Linked DNA regions of Mus musculus: region 2 is linked to region 1. A link is a contact called in public Hi-C data. All regions are on one chromosome and are shown on one strand. The core of a region is the stretch at or near the end of the contact, and the rest is flanking DNA. Distances in the headings are between cores, read along the strand shown.

Region 1 (3,917 bases), core at 465-2,964:
TATATTATCATGTATAAAAGATGCTAAAATATGTTTCTAACAATATTGGGATTTCAGTGACTTTACGTTTGAGGAAAATATATTGTCCTCTTGGTTATCTCTAAATTCTATAAATTTAGGTTTGAATTCAGCATACTAAATTTGTTCATTGTTTTGTCTCCCTACAGTTTTATTAGATTTTTCTCCCAATTAGTTCATTTCATAATAGTGAAAACACAGAATATGTAGGAAGGAAATAACTAACTAGGAAACACAAAGGAATCATTCCAATGATTCTAGCCAGTCAGACCTCGTTGCTGCTGAATAGGGCATCTGCTGTTCTTAGACAGTGGGTGGAATGGTGAAAGAGCCCTGCCAACTCAAGTTTCCAAAGGCCGGAGTTAAATATACCACCATCAAGCAAATGAGTACCTCTTTCCACAGCTAGTATATTTACTTTTTCTTTTCTTTTTTTTTTCTTTCTTTTTTTTGGCTTTTTTTCCTTCATAAGCACAGCCCTTTGTATTAATTATAAACTGGATTTGATTGTCTGCATAAGAATGAAAGTCAAAAGACCTCCAGAGTACTCAATGGAGCACTAATGAAAGCACTCCACTGATTCTAGATTATTGGTTTACTCCTACAGAAATGCTGGTTTATATTTTGTAGAATCCGTAAAATGGAAGTTTTGTTTGCTTTCTGGGCAGCTGTAGGAATGTTTTTGTGGAGGCTTGTCAACGACATTTTGGTTCACAGGATTTTAGGAAATGACACACAGTAATAAAACCCTGCACACAACACTGATGAAAGCCACAACATGGATCATTCTTAAAATATGAAACTGGAATATATTAAAAAATGAAGTCTACAGGAGAAACTGGATGCACTTGTAACCTTTCTGCATAGCGCGCGCACATAGAAATGAAAATCAATATTCACTTCTCGAAGCCCTTTCACGAATCTCAAAATACCAGTCCAAGATGATTTTTGATAATACCCCCAATTTCTATTGGGGGCCTTGACTTAACTGATGAGCAGTTTTTGATCTGTTGTGCAAATGAACTCCCTGAATCTTCTCTAAAAGCTGAGGAGATAGAGTCTATTGCTGTTATCAGATGACGACGGTGAAACACGTTATGGTTCCTTACCAGGTGTAAGCGGCTGGCAAGAGGTGGAGCTGGCAGGGGGTGGTGGTGATGGTGGTTGTGGTGGTGGTGGTGGTGGTGGTATTCCTGTCTTGGCAATCTGACTCCAGAGCCATGTTGTTAACCTGTAAAACTGTGCAGTTCTCACTGTGGCTTGTGCTTCTGTACACACTAAGCTCACCATTTGACAGCTTGTCTAAGGAGCTAAATGGTGATTTTCTTCCCGGAGCAAGTGCTCATCGTGACATCTTTGAACCAAACATTAACTCTTAAAGCAAGGCCACAATACCATTTTGACGAACAGTCAGTGAGAGAAAAGTCATGGATAGAGCTGCCCGGTCAATTAAAAATACAAGAGACAGTGTGACTATTTTTAATGGCTTTCGGCTTTAGCCCAGTTATCCCAGAGAATGGCAGCCGGATGAGCAGATGGCGTCCGATCAGATAAAGTGACAGAGCATGTGGTCAGAGAGGACACTCTTTAACACCGATATTTTCTGTTCCCGGCATGGTCACCAGTACCTAGATCTGCTCAGCACGACAGGATTTTTAAAGGTGCCCGTGATATCATTCAGAAACATCAGCTGTCTGACATCATCATTGTGAAATGCAATTTAATATGCACTTAGAGAGATTTGCTAACCACACACATTCAGGGCAGCGTTGTGAGTTGGCAAGATCTTTCTTATAAATAAATGACCTTGGTAATAAATGAATCAGAAGCTCATTTAGCTGAAGAATGTTTTCTTGGTTATATGATACACCCATATAATAATATATATCATGAATGTTTAATGACTGCTAGCAATATTCTTGCTGAAGACTAAGAAATGAAATCACACTAGATAATTTAATATAAATTCATTTATTCCACCTACAAATTTAAAACATAATCTCTCTGTCTCCCTGTCTGTCTCTGTCTCTGTCTCTGTCTCTGTCTCTCTCTTATACACACACACACACACACACACACACACACACACACACCCCAAAACCAAAACCAAAAGACAAACAAACAAAAGAACCCTTGAATGGCTCCCAAATTGGCACATCTCCACTTGACTCTTATAAATGCCATCAGGATGCATTTACAAGTAGAAATACAAGTTAATCATTAGAAGTAGCTGTATGAGCTGTTGGATTAAGACTGCAGAGGAAGATAAGAGTTCACCCACATGTCTTTGAGCTCGAGCGTTTTAGTACCAGGCTGGCTCATGCTAAATTCAGCATACTTGGGGAAGTCGCGTGTGAAGTCTGGAAGCTGCCACTGTTCTAAATGAATCATTCGCAATGAAAGCAGCTGCCTGCTATAGGGAACAGCGTTCAGCTTTAGAGATGCAGTTTTTCCACCCACAGCCTGGATTAGTTCAACTAAAATACAAGATGTTCCGAAACTAGATAAATTAGAGAAATCTTATGAATGAGATGCAGGAAGTTTAAAATTTACTCCCTATGGTCCAACAGTGCTACAGGTAAATGTGTAAAAGGAAATGTTTGGTGGGGATCATCAATTTATGAAATGTCCTGGGATTAATGTATAAAGGGTGAAGTTACACTCTTAAGTCAATTTGTAAGTTCAATGATTTATGGTGTAAACACCAAGCTCATTGAAACTAGGTTAAAGTTTTGTTATATGTTGTCTGGTGATATGAAAATCTGAAGAAATTTAGGTAAATTAGCCTAGAAAATTTTCCCTTAGTATAATCTTTCCATTGGGTATAAAATTTCAATAATTAGCATAACATAAATGGGTTCTTTTATTTTTGTTTTGAAAACTCATTCTTTTAATTAAGTGACATCACTTTTCTCATTTCAAGTATGCCAGACCTCCAGGTCTGATCTATGTTTTATAATCTAATACAGGGAAAACAATTCTATATGACCCTCCAAAAAGACACATATGGTGAGGAAATCCTTGAAAATTAAATGGAGCATTATTAACAATTTGTGACGATCACAAACCTCTAAAGAGATAAAGACCAGATTAAAAGCTTAGCAAACTGGGGATTATTCACTGTATAAAAGTAAAGGGTTCTCAAAACCTCAAGTGACCTGTCTGTTGACCTCAGTCTTTTTGTCAAAGGGAGATGGCCCTTGAACCTTTTTACAGTCTTATACAATATTAGTTGAAAGTATAAACATCACCTTGATTATGGTTACTATGTAGTGGGACTGCAATCCCAGAGCTACTTGGGATATTAAGACAGGAGGAAACCATGAGTTACAGGCCAGCCTTAGCAGTGTAGTAAAACCCCAACATAGAAATAACTGAATGACAAATAACATTTGATGAAAAATACTTTCTCTTATAGACTGTAGGCTTAAGTGTCCCAACTAAGCTGGGCATTCCTTCATGAGTGATGTAAAAGATGTAGTTCAATGCATGATTATTTAGTAACCACAACTCTCTGGTATACATCACACTTTATTTATTCCTCATTTCCTATCTCCCCTGCTTCTCTAGTGAGGATTTTGGGCATATTACAATGAAGTAAATGCACTCTGAGGCAGGAAGGGAGGCTTGTAGCTATGAACATTTTAGATAGAGCAGTTGCAGAAGGATAAATTTAGCATGTTATGATGTTTTTCTACTAGTCAATACTAGATTGTGGTGTTGGATCACATAGAGAGATTTATCTACCAATTATGGACAGAAGCACAGAATGGTTAACAAGACAGTCTTAAAGGGAGCTAAGGCAAAATTTGATTTCGAATTTTGTTTAATTTTAGCATGTTATTTGGTACCGATTAAAACCTAACTCTTGCTATAAATTATCTGCCTATTAAAAATTT
Region 2 (4,021 bases), core at 1,335-3,834, 280 kb after region 1:
CGCTAGTCATTAAGGTAGTCACTGACCACATACAGTCATTTCATCTAACGCTGCATATTTAATAAAGATTATGCTAAATTCTGTTGATATTTTTATATTTAGTACCAGGGATAATACATAGTCTTTACTAGGTAAACCTATGTTGTATCGAATCTAACTTTGAAACATTTTGAATGTAGTTTTAGAGTGGTTGTTTTTGTTTAGTTTTAGGGTTGTTGTTTTAAGACAGGCTCTCATGTAGTCCAAGCAGTTCATGAAATCACCGCATAGCCAAATTGTGATTATTGTATCTGAATGCAAAATGCTAGGAATAGTTATGTATGACAGTGCAGAGCTGTGATCATTATTTTCACAGATAAACATTTTATGGTGTTAAAACAACTCTCAAATTTTAATGAATAACAGTGTACTTGTATACTTTTTCAATTTGTGCATAGCTGAATTTTCAACTCCAAAAATGCCTGCTTGTCTCTCTCTTACATGTATATGCTATTTAAAAACATCATTAGTATGAGTCATATAATTTCATCTCATACTTTTTGCTGATGCCTATCTTAAAACTCACTAAGTTTTAAATGTTGTTGCCCACTCCCCTAATTTTATATGCTGAATATCTAATCCTCAAATGATGATAGTTTATGACTTTGGGTTTTACACGATAAGGCTTCTATCTTTTCCATTGGGGATATGACAGTGGCACTCAGCCACCTGCCAGATGACCACTGGAATAATCTGAACATGTTGATATCTTGATCTCAGACTTCCAGCCTCCTATTAGAACTACATTTCTGTTGCACATGTTTTGCCCAGCATGTGGCTGTTGCTATAGCAGCTGAAGTAGAGGAAGATAGTAATAAGGAAAACAGCAAGATTCCTTCTAGATCCATTCTTGTTTTGTACCCCTATGCCTTGGCTCTCCAATCTAATTTCAGAGTCTCAGTATAGGTTTGCTTATAAAAATCTTGTGCTACCCGACAAATCCGTTCATCATCTGCCACAGTTGGGTGTGACTAATGAGCCAGCATTAGCAAAGTACTGGGAGTTCTTTGAATAAGTTATGAAAACTATTATTCTGTTGTGACATCTTGTTAAAGACATTATCCTGCTTCGCTCTGTTTATGGAATCCGAGGGAGAAAGTTAGGGAGAGATGTGCATCTGCAAAGGTAGTTTCCACACAGTCTTTAAGCCCAGCAGCTTCACTGAAGAGCTCAGGTCCAGACTTTACTTGTAATATACCACTGCCCCCTCTTACCTTTTAAATTCCACCCTTAATTACTAGAGCAAAGGGAGTCGTGTTGTAAAAAAATTTTAATCCCAGCCCGGGGTTTCTACTCTTTCTTTGATTATTTAGTTCCTGGACAGAAGACACACAAACAACTTTTATATTTACAATAAGCCATAAGCAGCACAAGAACTGGACAGATACTTACCCTCTATGCTGTTAGAATCGATTTTCCTATCGATAGCCCCAAGTTATTACTTACTATGTTTCATTTCAGCTTCTCTTAACTCCAATTGGCCAGACCTCAAGGCCATGTTTTTATGGCTTACCTAAGCCATGGCAGCTTCTCTCTCCTCCTCCAAAGACTTCTTTCCTCCTTGTTTTCCTCCAACCCCAAGCTGGAAATCCTAAACCCCACCTATCTCTTCTGCTCAGCTATTGGCTGTCAGCATCTTTATTTACCAATCAGAAAAAATTTGAAGCTAGGGTCACACAGGTCTACATCCAGATTCCAGGGCTTGGGAGCCTACACTTAGCATTTTAATTAACAACAAGACCAAACCTCAATATAGTTGAAATAATAATCATCCTTCAAGACACAAAGTTTAGATTTGGAAGCAATGAAAGAGTCTTTGTCTTTCTCAAAAGAACATTTTAATGTACAGAGTCATGCAGGTATACAAGACGCTCAGGTCTTTGACACTGTGTGGTATTTCAGTTTAACACATCCTTACAGAGATCTCTCATAAGTACATAAAGAAACACGGAGAGAGTATGTCTATGTGTATTTCTTAGGTTTTCTTTTTGGCTAATTTTCTTTGTTTTATTCTATTCTTGTTTGTTTTTATTTTATTGTTATTTTCGACACCTGTTTGTTTTCTAACAAAAAAAGAGAAATAAAGGGTGTGGCTTTGGGTGGGAGGGAAGGTTGGGAGGACCTAGGTTGGGGTTGGATGAGGGACAACCATGATCAGAATATACTGCATGAATATATATATATATATATATATATATATATATATATATATATATGATATATACATACATACATACACACACACACACACACACACACACACACATATATATATATATATATATATATATATATATATATATATATGTATATATATAAAGGAAGCACTACTTGTGATTAAAGCCCTGACTCAGAACTCTGCTGTTTGAGTAGGCTCATTTGGAAGGCCCTGCTGCTGCCCTGCCGAGCTGCACTGCTGGTGGACAGATGGCTGGTTTCTCACTGTGCCCTCATTTCAACTCCATCTCTGGCTGGCTTCTTTTCTGTGTGGCCTTCCACCTGTGCTGACAATAGATGGAGGCAGTTCATTATGGATCACCTTACATGTAACTCTTAGATTTAGACCTCACTGCACATTGGAAGGTCCAAATAGCTCTCACCTTGCATCAGCATCACCGGCTGACCTTGATTCGATATGCGTCACCTGTTGGAGGAGCTTCAGCACATTTTATTGGTTGATGCTTCCTCTCTCATGATATTCCAAATTAAATTACCAAAGTCTATATTTAGGACCTAATCTATAAAAAGATTACCAAGCAGCATGATGTGGCTGTATGCTCAGCATCCACAGAGCCAGGCTCGAGTCCCGGGGCCGTGGGGAGGAACTAAATGCATGTCTCTGAGCAATTTGTCTGAAGTCCAAGAGCTCAAGACTATATTCTGTAAAATGAGATTATTAAGTCAGACACCTCCTATGGTGACTTCAAGCTGAACAATTCATTGGAATGACATTTGCGGGGGGAGTAAATGTGCTTGGCCAACTCTTTAATTTTAGGTGTCTAAACATGTAAAATATTCCTAACTATACTTAAGTCCATGTTATTTTTTTTAAAGAGAATGTGCCTTATCTTTATCATTATTTAGGATGTTGAGTTTATGCCACTCATCTAGCATTTTTCACAAGAAGTCAGGTAAAATAAATAAAGATGGCTATGCTTTGAGGTTTCTTAAAATATGTTGAGAGGGAGCGGGATAATGAACATGGGCCTGGGTCTTAGAGAAGAGGAGGATGGTGTCTCCAAGACTCAGTTTCATATCTGTAAATTTGGATTAATCGTAATTCTCCCCACATTAGGTTTGCACAAGGAACTAGATAATTCAATATATCTAAAGCATTTAGAACAGTACATGGTTTCTAGTATGTCCTGTGTGTTAAGCATTAAATATGCGAAAGGGCCAATGTCATATAAAGCAAGATATATGCATGAGGACACTGCCAAGAGTTCATTGATTTGATGCTCATGTCAACTGAAAAATGTGTGCATTCTCCTGATTGTGTTTACCTAAACGTGGTAGCACTGAAACACAGCCTAAGTCAATGTGCACAGTCGAGGATGGGCTGTGTGGAAGGAATAAGTAATCTTAAAGGATTTTCAACTGAAATACAGCTTCAATCTTTTAAATTATATTCACTTCACTACATGCACATATAAACACACACACAAATATATATGAACTGATATTCTAGAGTTTTATGAAATCAATATTCTCTAAATAACTAGTCTTAAGGTTCCAGGTGTGATGCTAAATAATTTTATAAATATAATAGTATTTTACCATAATAAAAGATTTTGAAATTTTCAACATTAAAAAATGAAGAAATGCACAATGAGTTAGATGCAAACATAACATACAGTGTATATAATTACATGATGTCTCATTTCTTTGTAAAGCTTTTCTTTTTTGTGTGTTATTTAAAAAATTACTTAAAATATATAAGATTTCTTAATTATCAGTATTGAAAGAAATATAAGCATGGGAA

The links. A called contact is a pair of places that touch in the nucleus more often than the background predicts.
Region 2: a Hi-C map of cerebellum shows a contact between it and region 1, with 2.3 times the contacts expected there. The contact joins two enhancer-like sites. A contact is called at or near these places in 4 of 484 Hi-C or Micro-C datasets (brain, cerebellar granule neurons and cerebellum) and 1 of 115 datasets of contacts at active chromatin or transcription factors (embryonic hindbrain).

Annotation. Positions count from the first base shown.
Region 1 is chr13:117,657,382-117,661,298 of GRCm38.p6, forward strand. The region is part of intron 2 of Hcn1 (hyperpolarization activated cyclic nucleotide gated potassium channel 1); the gene reads left to right. Among named protein-coding and RNA genes, the nearest start is that of Hcn1, 57 kb to the left of the region's middle. Within about 2 kb of position 1,715, at least 27 of the 459 cell types and tissues checked have an H3K27ac peak or open chromatin away from gene starts, as enhancers often do. A contact at or near this core is called in cerebellum, where this site is marked.
Region 2 is chr13:117,938,222-117,942,242 of GRCm38.p6, forward strand. The region is part of intron 6 of Hcn1 (hyperpolarization activated cyclic nucleotide gated potassium channel 1); the gene reads left to right. Among named protein-coding and RNA genes, the nearest start is that of Gm3474, 19 kb to the right of the region's middle. Within about 2 kb of position 2,585, at least 10 of the 459 cell types and tissues checked have an H3K27ac peak or open chromatin away from gene starts, as enhancers often do. A contact at or near this core is called in cerebellum, where this site is marked.